Regions from separate parts of the Mus musculus genome. Here region 2 is linked to region 1. The links are chromatin contacts, called in public HiChIP or PLAC-seq maps. All regions are on one chromosome and are shown on one strand. Each heading gives the region's core, a stretch centred on a gene start, on an enhancer-like site or on the middle of the called end of the contact. The rest is flanking DNA. Distances are from core to core; before and after follow the strand shown.

What was found. HiChIP or PLAC-seq counts read pairs in DNA pulled down with a chosen protein or histone mark.
Region 2: an H3K4me3 HiChIP or PLAC-seq map of bone marrow-derived macrophages shows a contact between it and region 1, with 2.3 times the contacts expected there. The contact joins the enhancer-like site here to the promoter of C1rb in region 1. A contact is called at or near these places in 9 of 39 promoter capture datasets (the 3T3-L1 cell line, the HPC-7 cell line, embryonic stem cells and 3 more), 1 of 15 datasets of contacts at CTCF or cohesin (the NIH/3T3 cell line), 6 of 484 Hi-C or Micro-C datasets (the MC3T3-E1 cell line, Sertoli cells, cerebral cortex and 3 more), 5 of 115 datasets of contacts at active chromatin or transcription factors (bone marrow-derived macrophages, cardiomyocytes, embryonic stem cells and 2 more) and 3 of 9 other capture datasets (adipose tissue, liver and pancreatic islet).

What each region holds. Positions count from the first base shown.
Region 1 is chr6:124,565,978-124,572,138 of GRCm38.p6, forward strand. C1rb (complement component 1, r subcomponent B) reads left to right here and starts at 4,453. Exons shown (of 11, transcript NM_001113356.1): 1 at 4,453-4,481; 2 at 5,379-5,604. The coding sequence starts at 4,480.
Region 2 is chr6:124,670,533-124,676,621 of GRCm38.p6, forward strand. The region is part of intron 1 of Lpcat3 (lysophosphatidylcholine acyltransferase 3); the gene reads left to right. Among named protein-coding and RNA genes, the nearest start is that of Lpcat3, 10 kb to the left of the region's middle. Within about 2 kb of position 1,774, at least 53 of the 459 cell types and tissues checked have an H3K27ac peak or open chromatin away from gene starts, as enhancers often do. A contact at or near this core is called in the HPC-7 cell line, adipose tissue, bone marrow-derived macrophages and 2 more, where this site is marked.

The DNA of each region.
Region 1 (6,161 bases), core at 3,203-5,702:
CTCCCAGAATACCAGCATTTGTGTTACTATAGCTGAGGATGGAGAATTCATGGCCAGCTTGGGCTATATAGCAAATTTCAGATCAGCTTGTTCTTAATAATAAATCCTGGAAAGAGTTATATAGGAAGGAAGGCATGGCATTATCATCTATAATCCTGCTGTCAAGATGCAGTCAACTCAGATGGCTTCCTTCCAAAGTGGACAGTGGATGATGTTGACCCTTTGCAGGGTGTCCTCCAAATATCCTCTGCTGGACTTGAAAGGACTCGGTGGGTACTCCACAGACTTGGAAGGAATGAGAACAAGATATAGAGATGCATCGAACGATACTGACCTAGAGAAAGTTCAGCCACTCAAATGTTCTACCCAATGGGTGGCAGAGTTCTTCAGCATGTCTTAATCAATTTTAGTCAACTACCACCATATCTGACTTTTCCTCATCTCACCAAAACACCTCCTTTGCTAATGCCAAGCGGACTTATGGAGGAGACTGGCTCAACAGGAGGGTTAAATGAATGACTAAATCCAAATGAGCTAGTACTTTACAGTTCACAGCTTGACCCACAGCCCCTCTGAGGTATACTTCATGCTTAGCCCATAAGGTCAAAAACCCAACTAGAGCCAATGCTGAGAGACTCTTCACCTCACACAGATAATGGCAGCAGGCTTTCTGCCTTCAACTGCTACTCAAATGAAGTCCTTATCTAGTGTGTGTGGTGCAGGGGTGTGAGGTCTCACTATGTAGTCCAGACTGGTTTCCAGATTGGTAAGGCTTCTACACAGAAGTGCTCAGTAACATAGATTGGATAAAGTGGGTGATTGAAGGTAAAGACTGACCCCAGGGGACCCGAGGAGTGGCCAGCCAGTGCTGTGGAGGTCCCAGCTAAGAACAGGCAGGAGTGTGGATCAACATGAAGCCAGGAGACCCTGTTTAAGTCCCTGTTTCAGCAGGACAGTGGTGGTCCATGCCTTTAATCCCAGCACTTGGGAGGCAGAGACAGGTGGATTTCTGAGTTCCAGGTCAGCCTGGTCTACAGAGTGAGTTCCAGGACAGCTAGGGCTACACAGAGAAACCCTGTATCAAAAACTAAAAAAAAAAGCCACTGATTCAGCAACCCACTGCCAATAAAAAGCCCCGCCTCCCCAGACCACGCTGTCCCAAATCAGAAACAGAACCTTCTGCTCTCCTGGGTTTTATACCAAGCAACCTTTGCTCAGAATGTCTTTTTGTTTGTTCAAGGCAGGATTTCACTCTGTAGCCAGGCTGGCCTTGAACTCACGGCAATGCTCCCGCTTCAGCCTCCCAAACACTGGAATTACAAGCGTGTACACCTGCATCATCACCATGTGTGTCTTTTTTTAATTCCCCGACCTCAGCTATGGACGGTTTCTTCTGTATTTACTCATGGTCTCTTGTGTTTCTGAAATATTCTGAAAACCCTTACAGTGAGCTTCAAATATGCCTCCTGTCCCAGCTTCTCCAGACAATCGTGGCAATACTCGATTCCATTTTACATCTACTGTAAGCCAGGAGCATCGCCTGTTGTCTCATCCAGTCCTCCCTCCCTGTTGGCAGAGGGTGTGTTTTCTGTCATTCATGCCTCACAAAGAGGAAACGGAAGCTCCCACAGATCCCGTGGCTTGTGGAAGTTCCAAAGCTGGTTCTCCACTGAGGCTTCATTCATCCCAGCATGTTTGCCCAGCATGCTCTGTCTCCGGGATTCCTCCCAGTTGCCCCGCAGACCTGCCTGAGCACCCATTTCACCTTCCGGGCTCCACCGCTGTACAGACTCCATCCCTGGGAAGGCCTGTTTCTATGAAGATTGTACCACCAGCTCTCACTTTCCTGCTGGCCCTCATCACCCAGGGCATTGCAAACCTGAGAAGATGAACTCTTTAATTTGTAGGGAAGATTTGGAGTGATTTATACTAAAAGACAAAAATAAAACACACGCGTTCAGTGATAATAGAAAATGAATACCATAAAAGAGAGGGGAGAAAAGGAAGTGCGTTAGTGTTGAGATGAACGTGCTGTAAAGTCAAAGGTTAAATTTATCTTTGAAATAACAGCAGCATCCAAGCTAAGCCGTAATACACACTAAAATCCCAGCCACGCGGGAGGCTGAGACAGAAGGATCATAAGTTCAAGGCCAGCTTTGATCTCATTTCAAAGTTAACAAAAAATTAAAACATAGTAGTGGTGCCTTATGCCTTTAGTCCTAGCACTGCGGGAAGTTCAAGGCCAGCCTGGTCTACAAAGTCAGTTCCAGGATAGCCAGGGCTACACAAAGAAACCCTGTCTTAAAAACCAATAAATAAACAAATAAATTAATAAATAGTTGGCAGGATATAAATATGGTTGATTCTACTTTTTAAACCCTATGCACAATTCAAAAGACTATTAAAAGTAGTCTAGGGGTTTGGAGAGATGACTCAGAGGTTAAGAGGTCCCTGGAATGGAAACACACACACACACACACACACACACACACACACACACACACACACACACACACAAATAGCTCACATGTGTCTATAACTCCAGGTCTGGAGTTTCCAACACCCTCTCTGGCCTCCACAGACACTGCGTGCACAGGTGCACACGCATCCACCCAGGCAAACAACTCTGCACATAAACTACAAGTAAATAAATTCTTAAAAAAGTAAATAGGTTTAAAGTAAAAGTATTCTAAAAATGCTAAACAGAAGTTATTTTAGGTGGAGTGATTTTAACTGATTTTTCTCTTATTTTCTACTGACTACATTTTAAGTAATAAGCATATATCATTCTTATTCTTATTGAAATTTTATTTTTTATAAAAAATTACATATTTTTATTGACAAAGCAAAATACATATATTTGTCCATATCTATGTAATTTTTTATCTCTAGATGCAGATTTAAACTTTATTTGGATGCTTAAACAGAGTGGAAGTGGGGCAGGACCTGAGGTGGTAAGGTCCAGGTTTGGCATTTTTTTTGGTCAAGTCACATGACATCAGAACAGAACTCAGAATCCCTAGAAGCAATGTAGATGAGATTTTTCAATTGACTTGCTTTCTTGGACCACACCCTTCCATCTGATCCTTCTGCCGCAGTTATGAACAAGCCACGCACACACACACACACACACACACACACACACACACACCTACTTCTTAGGATACCAACATGCAATTCACTAGGCTAGATTTCCTCTTCCTTCTGTCTTCTGATCTAGTCCATTTCCTATCCCTCATCATTGGTCTTTCCCGACCTTATCTTACCCTGATAAAATCTTGGAAGCCCTCCCCACCCCTCCCTCTCTCCTAGCCACTACCTTCATTCAGGCTTCTGCCCCAGTGCTGGGAAAATCTTCCAAACCTCCGTGCGTTTCACATCTTGTGTGTGCCTGCTCTCCGGCCTCATGCCAAGGTCACTGTCAAGGGGAGACTGCCTCCATCGTTGTGGATCCTTTAAGTTCACAGGCTGACCCCTAATACGAATTATCCCATACGTGGACAAGTCGGGAGAGAAGAGCGAGTAGAGGGAGGAACGTTTCCTCTAATCAGGAACAAGTTACAGGAACTGGCATACCTGCTCTGTAGTCAAAACCTCCACAGAACAAGGTGCCATAAAATTTTTGGTGGACATAGGAGCAAAATTTTTAAACAGGACACAATGTCCTTGTGGACAGCACAGCTGTCTCGGGAACCTGGTTTCCCTTCTAAGAAGAAAGAGTCACTCTCCCTCTGCGGCCACACCCTTTGCTTGAAGCACTAAGTACTTGTATCCCAGAAGACTCAAGCTGACCAGAGGTCCAGGAAAAGATGTTTCTTCCACTCTGCAGCTGCCCTATCTTCAACAAGATCTAAGTTCAAAAGGCGGGAGCTCAAAGCGGAGCCTTGCTTTAGTGTCCAGCGACATTGCACCTTCCCCACACTCATATCCACAGCCATACACCCCGGTGCCCTCCTCAACCCAGTTCTTCTTCACCTCACCCTGTGCATTGAAACCCCAGCCCCTTGGCTTCCAGGTGATTGTGAGAAATGAGCCAATGAGAAAGCAGAGCCTTTAAGTGTCTCCGCAGTCTGCGATGCCTGTGGCGAGGATCCTGGAATAAAGGGCAACAAGCAGCCCCCGGGAAAGTCTCCCAGAAAATGTTAATCCGATTTAGAGACCCCAGAGTCTGTCCCTCCAAACAAAATGTTTCCAGGTCCCTAAAACTTCAGATCCCATCGCCTCAGCCATTCCCCACATTGACCACCAGATGGCGCCATCAAGCAACGAGGATTTCAAGACCAAACCTAAACTGGGAACTCAAGATTTTTTTTTCCTTTATGCAAATGCTTCATTCCCTGAAACATTTCTCCAGGAATGGTCACCCCCTCCACTGCCACAATCCTTCCCTCCCCTGTATGCCTACTCCCTCCTTCAGCTTAGAGTGCCTGAAGACTCTGTCAGGAGAGCTGAGGACCCAAAACAAACTGGCCTTGAGACATGTGAGTAAGACTGATGGGTACCAAGGGAGGAGATAGGAGTTGGGCATAAGTGGCAAACATGCTCCCATATTATGAAGAAGAAGAAGAAGAAGAAGAAGAAGAAGAAGAAGAAGAAGAAGAAGAAGAAGAAGAAGAAGAAGAAGAGGAGGAGGAGGAGGAGGAGGAGGAGGACGAGTAGGAGGAGGAGGAGGAGGAAGAGGAAGAGGAAGAGGAAGAAGAAAAGAAAAGGAAAGAAAATAGAAGGGGAATAAGAACAGGAATACAATACCCTTCTTTCCATACTGCCAGCTCCAGAGCACATACTTCTCAGGGTCACTCCTCAGCCCTTCTCCCAGGGTCCAGACCCTTAGACATGAGCTGAGCTAGCCTCTCCTTTCTTGACACTGGGTTCATAGCAGGGTAACAGTGAGGGGAGGGAACTCTCTGAGAGAGGAGAAAATCCCCCCACGTGTGTTTCTCAGACCCCACATGTGTTTGTCAGACGCCAGAAGGGTTTCCCCGGGGGCGAGGGGCTTCTTGCTGAAGCCTTGGGAAACTTTGCAGAGCCATCACTGGAAAACTTCACTCTCAGATAGCTGGTCCCATGCCAGTCCTACCCCTGGAAGGAAAGGACATGAAAGAGAAGGACAGAGAAGGCAGCTCAGGGGCTATGGGGAGTGCTATAGAACCCAGTGACCCCTGGACTGGGCACTGACCTACGAGGAACTCAGCTGCAGCAGATGCAGAGGCTGCTGATGCCCCCAATCACAGAACCACTATGAAGTCTACAATGGGCATGGGGGAAGAACCAAGCAGTTTAGTCATCCTATTCCTGCCTAAGGCAGTTCAAATAGCAAGGGTGCTACACAACACCCTTGATCCTCCAGCCCCACAAACACTCGCCTCTCTCTTTGACAGGTGGCTCTTTGCCCTCCTGGTGACCCTGTTCTATGGGGTGGAAGGCTCCATCTACCTCCCTCAGAAGCTCTATGGAGAGGTGACCTCCCCTCTGTATCCCAAGCCTTACCCCAGTGACTTGGAGACAACCACTGTGATCACTGTCCCCATGGGGTACAGGGTGAAGCTGGTCTTCTGGCAGTTTGACGTGGAGCCTTCTGAAGGCTGCCTCTATGACTATGTTAAGGTAGGCGTCAGAGTGGGAGGGAGGGGAAACAAAGCTGGAAATTTGTGCTCTGAATACTCTGGACAATATGCCTGCACCCCATCACTGTACAGCTCTGTAGAAATGCTGGTTTTGGGTCGCTGGTGCCATAGAGGGGGTATTCGTGGACTTTTGAGGCCTTCAGTGAGATTCATGAGGAAAAGGGGCAGGCATGGGGGTGTTTGTTCCAGTAGATTTCACTATGTATTGGAGTTAGGACACAGCTAACCATAAGGCCTTGAGAAACAGCCATGCCTCAGTTTCCCTGAATGGTAACCTACTGCATCCAAAACAAGAAGAAAAGAAACATATGAAAGGTGTCACATGTCCTTCAGGGAAGACAAGGACCTTGGTCACCCCTGTATGTACCCTTCAAAGGGTTTCTTTCTTAGCCTCATCTTTCTACATCCAGTAAAAATAAAAGGCAGGATTCAAGCAGAGCCTGTGCTCTTCCTCACACTATGAGGCTCAGGCAACAGCCAGGAGGCTAAGAAAATAACATGAAAACCCGCACACTTCCCCAACAAGGGGGACTCAAC
Region 2 (6,089 bases), core at 524-3,023, 100 kb after region 1:
CTTTTTGTTTAGTTTGAAACCAGCCTTGCGCTCTAGGCACTAGGTTATATGCATATCATTTGGAAGGCTTTGAATTGGTTCTTTTCTTGCCTCAGCCTCCAGAGGATCTGGCATCCCAGGCCCCGCAGCACCAAGACCAGTTGAGTAATCTGCTAGCCTTTGAGATTAGGTCTTGTCTTCAGCCCAAGAAGTCTGTGGAGTCACTCTTGCCTCAGCCTCCAGGTGCTGGGATCCAGGCTTCCTCACCACGCCCTGCTGTGATCACCTGTTCAGAGACCAGGTTACACTTGCTGCCCTAGAGCTCAGGACTGTGAAAATCCTTTCATCATTTATTTTGTAGTACTTGATGTCTGCGTGCTCTCAAACTTTTTGAAACATCAGTGTATGCTCAGATCTTTGGCAGAGCAACTCTCTGGGATTCTTTAGGCTTAGTGTCCTCCACTGGCCAGCTAGTGCGCCTTGCCATTCTTTGTTAGTATTTTGCTAAAAGATTATGATCATGTGTTGTCACCATTACCATCACAGGAGCTCCAGATGACAGGGTCAGCCACAGCGCTTCCTCATAGCAGCATGGGACCAGTGCTGCCAACTTCGCTTTTTGTGTCAGCTCGGCATCTTGAGCAGTGTAGCATTTCCTTTTCCTTTGTCTATCTGTCTGTCTGTCTGTCTGTTTTTCTAAGGCAGAGTCTCTGTGTAGTCCAAGCTGGCCTGGAACTCATGTGGCCTATAGGCTTGCCGTGAACTCAGAGCAGTGCCTTGTCGTTCTTCAAATCTCAGATTATTGAGTCGTCACTCAACTCATAACTTAACCGATGTCCCATTTATTAATGCAGTTACAAAACTGACCTGTGGCTATGACAAGAACTAGGTCCCAGCTGCACCTGCCAGGGAAAGGATTTCTGTCGTTTGTTCTCATGCCTAAAGGTTTTAAATTGTGTGGGTGTCTGTGTGTCTGCCTGTCTCTGTGTGTCTCTCTGTGTGCATCTCTCTGTGTGTGGTCTGTCTGTCTGTCTGTGTCTGTTTCCAGCAGCTAAGAAATTAAAGACTAGAATGTTTAAGGCCCAGGAGGAGTTCTCCAGGTGAAGCAGAAGTAGCTTCTTAGAGAACATGAAAGCGTATCTGTTTGCTGTTGTTATGAGACAGGAGTTCATATGTAACCTAGGCTAGCCTGGAACTCACTGTTGTAGCCCAGGATAGCCTCAAAAAAACTCTCTTAGCTTCAGCTGGAATAGCAAGCATAAGACACTACACCTTGTCCTGTCTCTTGTTTATTCAGAAAGTGTCATATGTGTTCTTTCCCTGTTTTCAAAACAAGAAAGGGATGTGGAGAACAAAAGTAGAAAAGCAGTAATTTCTAGGTGAGGGTTTTCTTTGGCTTGAAGTGCACTGTGTGTAATGTCTCATTTCCTCCCCATTCAAATCATAGCTTTGAAGATCTGTCAGAAGAATGCGCTATGGGCACCTTGCATGTACTGTACTATATAAGAATCACGGAAGAGTAAATGCTAATAAAGGCTTTGGGTCCCTGTGACATTGCAGAAGGAGAGGGAAGGCTCGTCAGAGGGGCCTAACTAAGTGCTCAGGTTTTAGTTTGGGCTGAACGTGTGAAGGCTTTTTGGAGACAGGGTCTCACAAAGTAGCCCTGTCTGGCCTGAAGTTCAGAGATCCTTCTGCCTTTAGCTCCAAAATGCTGGAATTAAAGGAAGGCCTGTGTCACCACACCCAGCAAATAAGATTGTCTTATCCTAGGTTCCCGCGGCTCCACCCAGTCCCGAGCTTCTGCTTTCTACTGTAGAGGGACTTAACGAGCTTCTTGCTGTTAACGCCCCTTACACACAAATCATTTAGGAATCAGGTCAGGGATCAGAGGCCCCAACTCCTTGTGGCATCTCTGGCCTCTGGCAAGGAAGAGGCCAAAGTATGTTTTGGCTTTTAGGCAAAAGAGAAACTGCTTCCTTTGGAGGGTGAGGTGTCTTTTGACTGTCTACCAGTTGTTACCTCCTGCTCCTCTCATTCCTTCATCTGTGTGTGCACGCGTATGCGCGTGTGTACTGGCAAGTACCCTCAGGGGTCACGGGGCCCCCTAGAGCTGGAGTTGCAGGTGGTTGTGAGCTTCTGTGTGGATGCTGGGAATTGAAATTGGATCCTCTGCGAGAGCAGCAAAGGATCTCAAGCACTAATCCATATCTTCAGCCCTGACAGGAAAAGGTTGTTTTGTTTTCTTTTTGTTTGATTTTTCAAGATAGGACCTCTCTCTGTAACCCTGTCTCTTCTAAAACTCTGTAGACCAGGCTGGTCTCAAACTCGGAGGGCCACCTGACTCTCTGCTCTAGAGTGTTGTGATTAAAGGTGTGTGCCCATGTGCCACCATATCTGACTTGAAAAATCTTGGCTTGAAAAGTCTAAAGTGGACTATTTAAATGTCTCATTCTAACTGCATGCTAAACTTAAATTAAAAATAAAAAGTCAAAGGGTGCTCGCCTTTAATCCCCACACTTGGGATGCAGAGGCACTCAGATCTCATAAGTTGAAGGCCAGCCAGGACTACACACACACACACACACACACACACATACACACACACACACACACACACCCTGTCTCAAAAAACCAAAATGACTAGACTAGACTAGAATAAAAAGGGTATGCCACATATGGTGGTCCATGCCTTTAATCCCAGCACTTGGGATGCAGAGGAATGCAGAGGTTAGCCCGGTCTTCATCTGAGTTCCAGGACAATGAGAGCTACATAATGAGACCCTATCTCAGAGAGAGAGAGAGAGAGAGAGAGAGAGAGAGAGAGAGAGAGAGAGAGAGACTAGAAAGCTTTTATCAATTAAAGGTGTTTTCATTACCAAATAATCATGTTGTTATGGCATTTTCATAAGAAAACCATAAATGGCAGGGGGAGTGGTGATGTAACACATGCCTTGGGAGTCCGCGGCAGGCAAGATCAACGTGAATTTGAAGCTAGCCTGCTGAGTTCCAGGCCAGCCAGGGCTACACAGTGAGACCCTGTCTCAAAACAAACAAACCCATATGTGGCCCTGTCTGAGCCATAAAATGTATGTAAAGTGGGGTAGTAATTTTGGAAGTAATAAAGACTTTCCTATAAAAATAAAGGATTCCTCCACATGCAGATCTTGGTGTTCTGCTGGCTCTCTGTTGGCACGCTGCTTTGAGACGTGGCAGACCTGTAGCTGTGGAGAATGCATTCTAGCTCCCGAGGTTCTCCCTTTGCTGTCACGGCAGTTCTAAACTGAGAACGCTGGCGCCGCTCTAGACTACTGCCCATGAATAGGAAACTCCTGTTTCCAAGCCAGCAGGCAGCAGCCAACTGGAATGGTGCCCCTTAAGGCTCCTGGCACACACCTCCATCAAAAGCCGACAAGATTGGGTCAAGTTAGAGTGTAGACACGAAACCTTAGCAAAACTACAGACCTGTGAGGCCCCCTAGAAGTGCTCATTCCTGTTTTTAGTCCACATTTCGTAGTTAGAGGACAGTCTATCTCCCTTTGTTTTGATGTGGATTTTCTTTTAAGACAGGGTCTTACTAAGTTCCCCAGGCTGGCCTGGAACTTACTGTCTTGCCCAGTCTAGCCTCAAACATGCAGTGATCCTCCTGCATCAGCCTTCCAAGTAGCTGGGATTATAGGTAAGCATCATCATACCTGATTGACTCCATTTTTGAAATTCTTCATTGATTGCCTGTGTGGGCTTGAATAAAAATGGCCCCCAAAGGCCCATAGGGAGTGGCACTGTTAGGAGGTGTGGCCTTCTTGGAAGAGAGTGTGTCTCAGCCTGCAGATCCAGATGTAGAACTGTCAGTTCCTTCTCTAGCACCTTGTCCGCCTGCCTGCCACCATGTCCGCCTGCCTGCCACCATGCTTCCCACCATGGACTTCCCCCAAAGAACTAACCCTCTAAACTGTAAGCCAACCCCAATTAAATGGCTTCCTTTAGGAGTTGCTGTGGTCATGGTGTCTCTTCACAGCAATAAGACCTGAACTAAGACACTGCCCATATGAAAATCTAGGGAATTAACGGAGGCGCAGGGAGCCCCTGGATAGCGAATGGTATTTTGCTTTGATTTTGTGATGCAGACAAACAGAACCCAGGGTCTTGTGGCGGACAAGCTCTCTACTTCTGCGCCATGCCCAGTCCACGTGGTTTTTGTTGATGTGAGACAGTTTTGTTTTGCAGCCCAAACTGACCTTGACCGCCCAGTGAAGTTTTGGAGCATTCGGCCTCACTAATGCCCTCGGTTCTGACCTGAACACTGGGAATGCAAGCACCATGCTCCCAGCCATGTGACAGCCCAAGGCACCTGTATGTCCTTTATTTGTTTATGCTGTCAGACAGCAGATGTACTGTAGGCCAGAGTTTGTCTCTCCCTAAGATCCTAAGGTTGTCAGGGGTCCCCAAGTCACCTCATAAGAAGCCCCAGAGCTTTGAGTCTGAGGTTTTGCTGTTTTGTTTTGGGGTTGGGACCTTTCTGGTATAGGGTGCAGAGTCTTGTGTGTGCCAGACAAGAGTGTGTCCTCTGTGACTGAGCCCTATCCCCAACCTTCTTGCTTATATCAAGATGTTATTTTTATTAATTTCTAAAAGGATTTTCTTAACATTTTCAAATTTTCTAGCCAAACCAAGTAAAATTGAAATGCCAGCGTGGAAAGTAGCAAGTCATTTCTGACTGGAGCAGTCAGCAACCAGGTTAACTAACGAGCCTAATTAATAACTCTTGCACATCAAAGGGTAGTGTCGTGAGAATAAAAAAAAGAACACAAAATAGGAGAAAATATTTGTAAGTCATGTGTTTCACGTCTAGTATACAGGTGTTGGGGAGGGAGGTTTGTATATGTATTCGGAAGACTTTACAACACAACCTAAGCTTATAACTTACTGAACATCTATTGTGTACAACTGTGGAGCTCCACTAAGCTCTACAGTTAAAAAGCTGGGCCTGGCAGAAGCTAATTATCCAGTATGGGAGAGACAATCTGGAAAAAGATTCATCTTGACAAAATGTAGCAGAATATCAGCTATATACAACTACATAGTATACATGTATACACACACACACACACACAAGCACACAATATTCTTAATAATAGAAAGAATCCAAGTGTCCAGGCACCACAAGAACACAGCCTACAGAAACAACTAAGCAGGGCTCATAGTGGATCACAGGCCCTGTACAGGTCACAGCCAGGTTGTCTGATCTGAATATACCTTATGGTTGGGTAGCTTGGTCTTCCTCTGGGACTCCCAACAGTGGGAATGGGGAGTGTCTTTGACTCTTTTGCCTGCTCTTGTGACCCTTTTCCTCCTACTGGGTTGCCAGTCCAGCCATGATATGAGGGTTTGTGCCCAGTCTTATTGTATCTTGTTAGACAGTGTTTGTTGGCTATTCCTAGGATGGCTGCTTTTTTTTTTTCTTTTTTTTAGAGAAACGGGAGGAGTCCGGGAGAGGGGCTGGTGGGAGAGGCTGTAATATATGAGAGAAGAATAAAAGTTAAAAAAAGAAAAACGCAAGTGAAGAATAGACAAAGACTTCAGGTGCAGGGGCTCACACCTTCAGTCCCAGCACTTGAGAGGCTGAGACAGCAGGATTATCCCAATCTAAGTGAGATCATGTGTCCAGAAAGCGGGAGAGGAGGAAGTTGCAGGCTGGTGGCACACACCTGAAACCCCAGAACTCAAGAAATTGAGACCAGAGAGTCACCTCAAGTTCTAGTCCAGCCTTTGGACAGGTGGTGAAATCCTGTCCAAAAAAAAAAAAAAATCTGGCAAAAGTGGTATGTGTGCATTCCAGCAGCTGATGTAATCCCAGCGTTTGGGAGTAGAGGCAGGAGTTCACGGGCATCTCCAGCTAGCCACCGAGTTCAAAGTCAACCTAGGGGACTTGAGACTGTCTCAAAAGGCTTTTTTTTTTTAAAGGGTGAACAGCCGGGTGTGTTAGCACCTATCTAAGAGGCAGAGTCGGGCAGATCTGTGAGTTCAAGGCCAGACTTGTCTATGGAGGGAGTCAAGGACAGCCAGGGCTATTACACAGGAAACCCTGTCTCAAAAAAAAAAAAAGAGTTTCT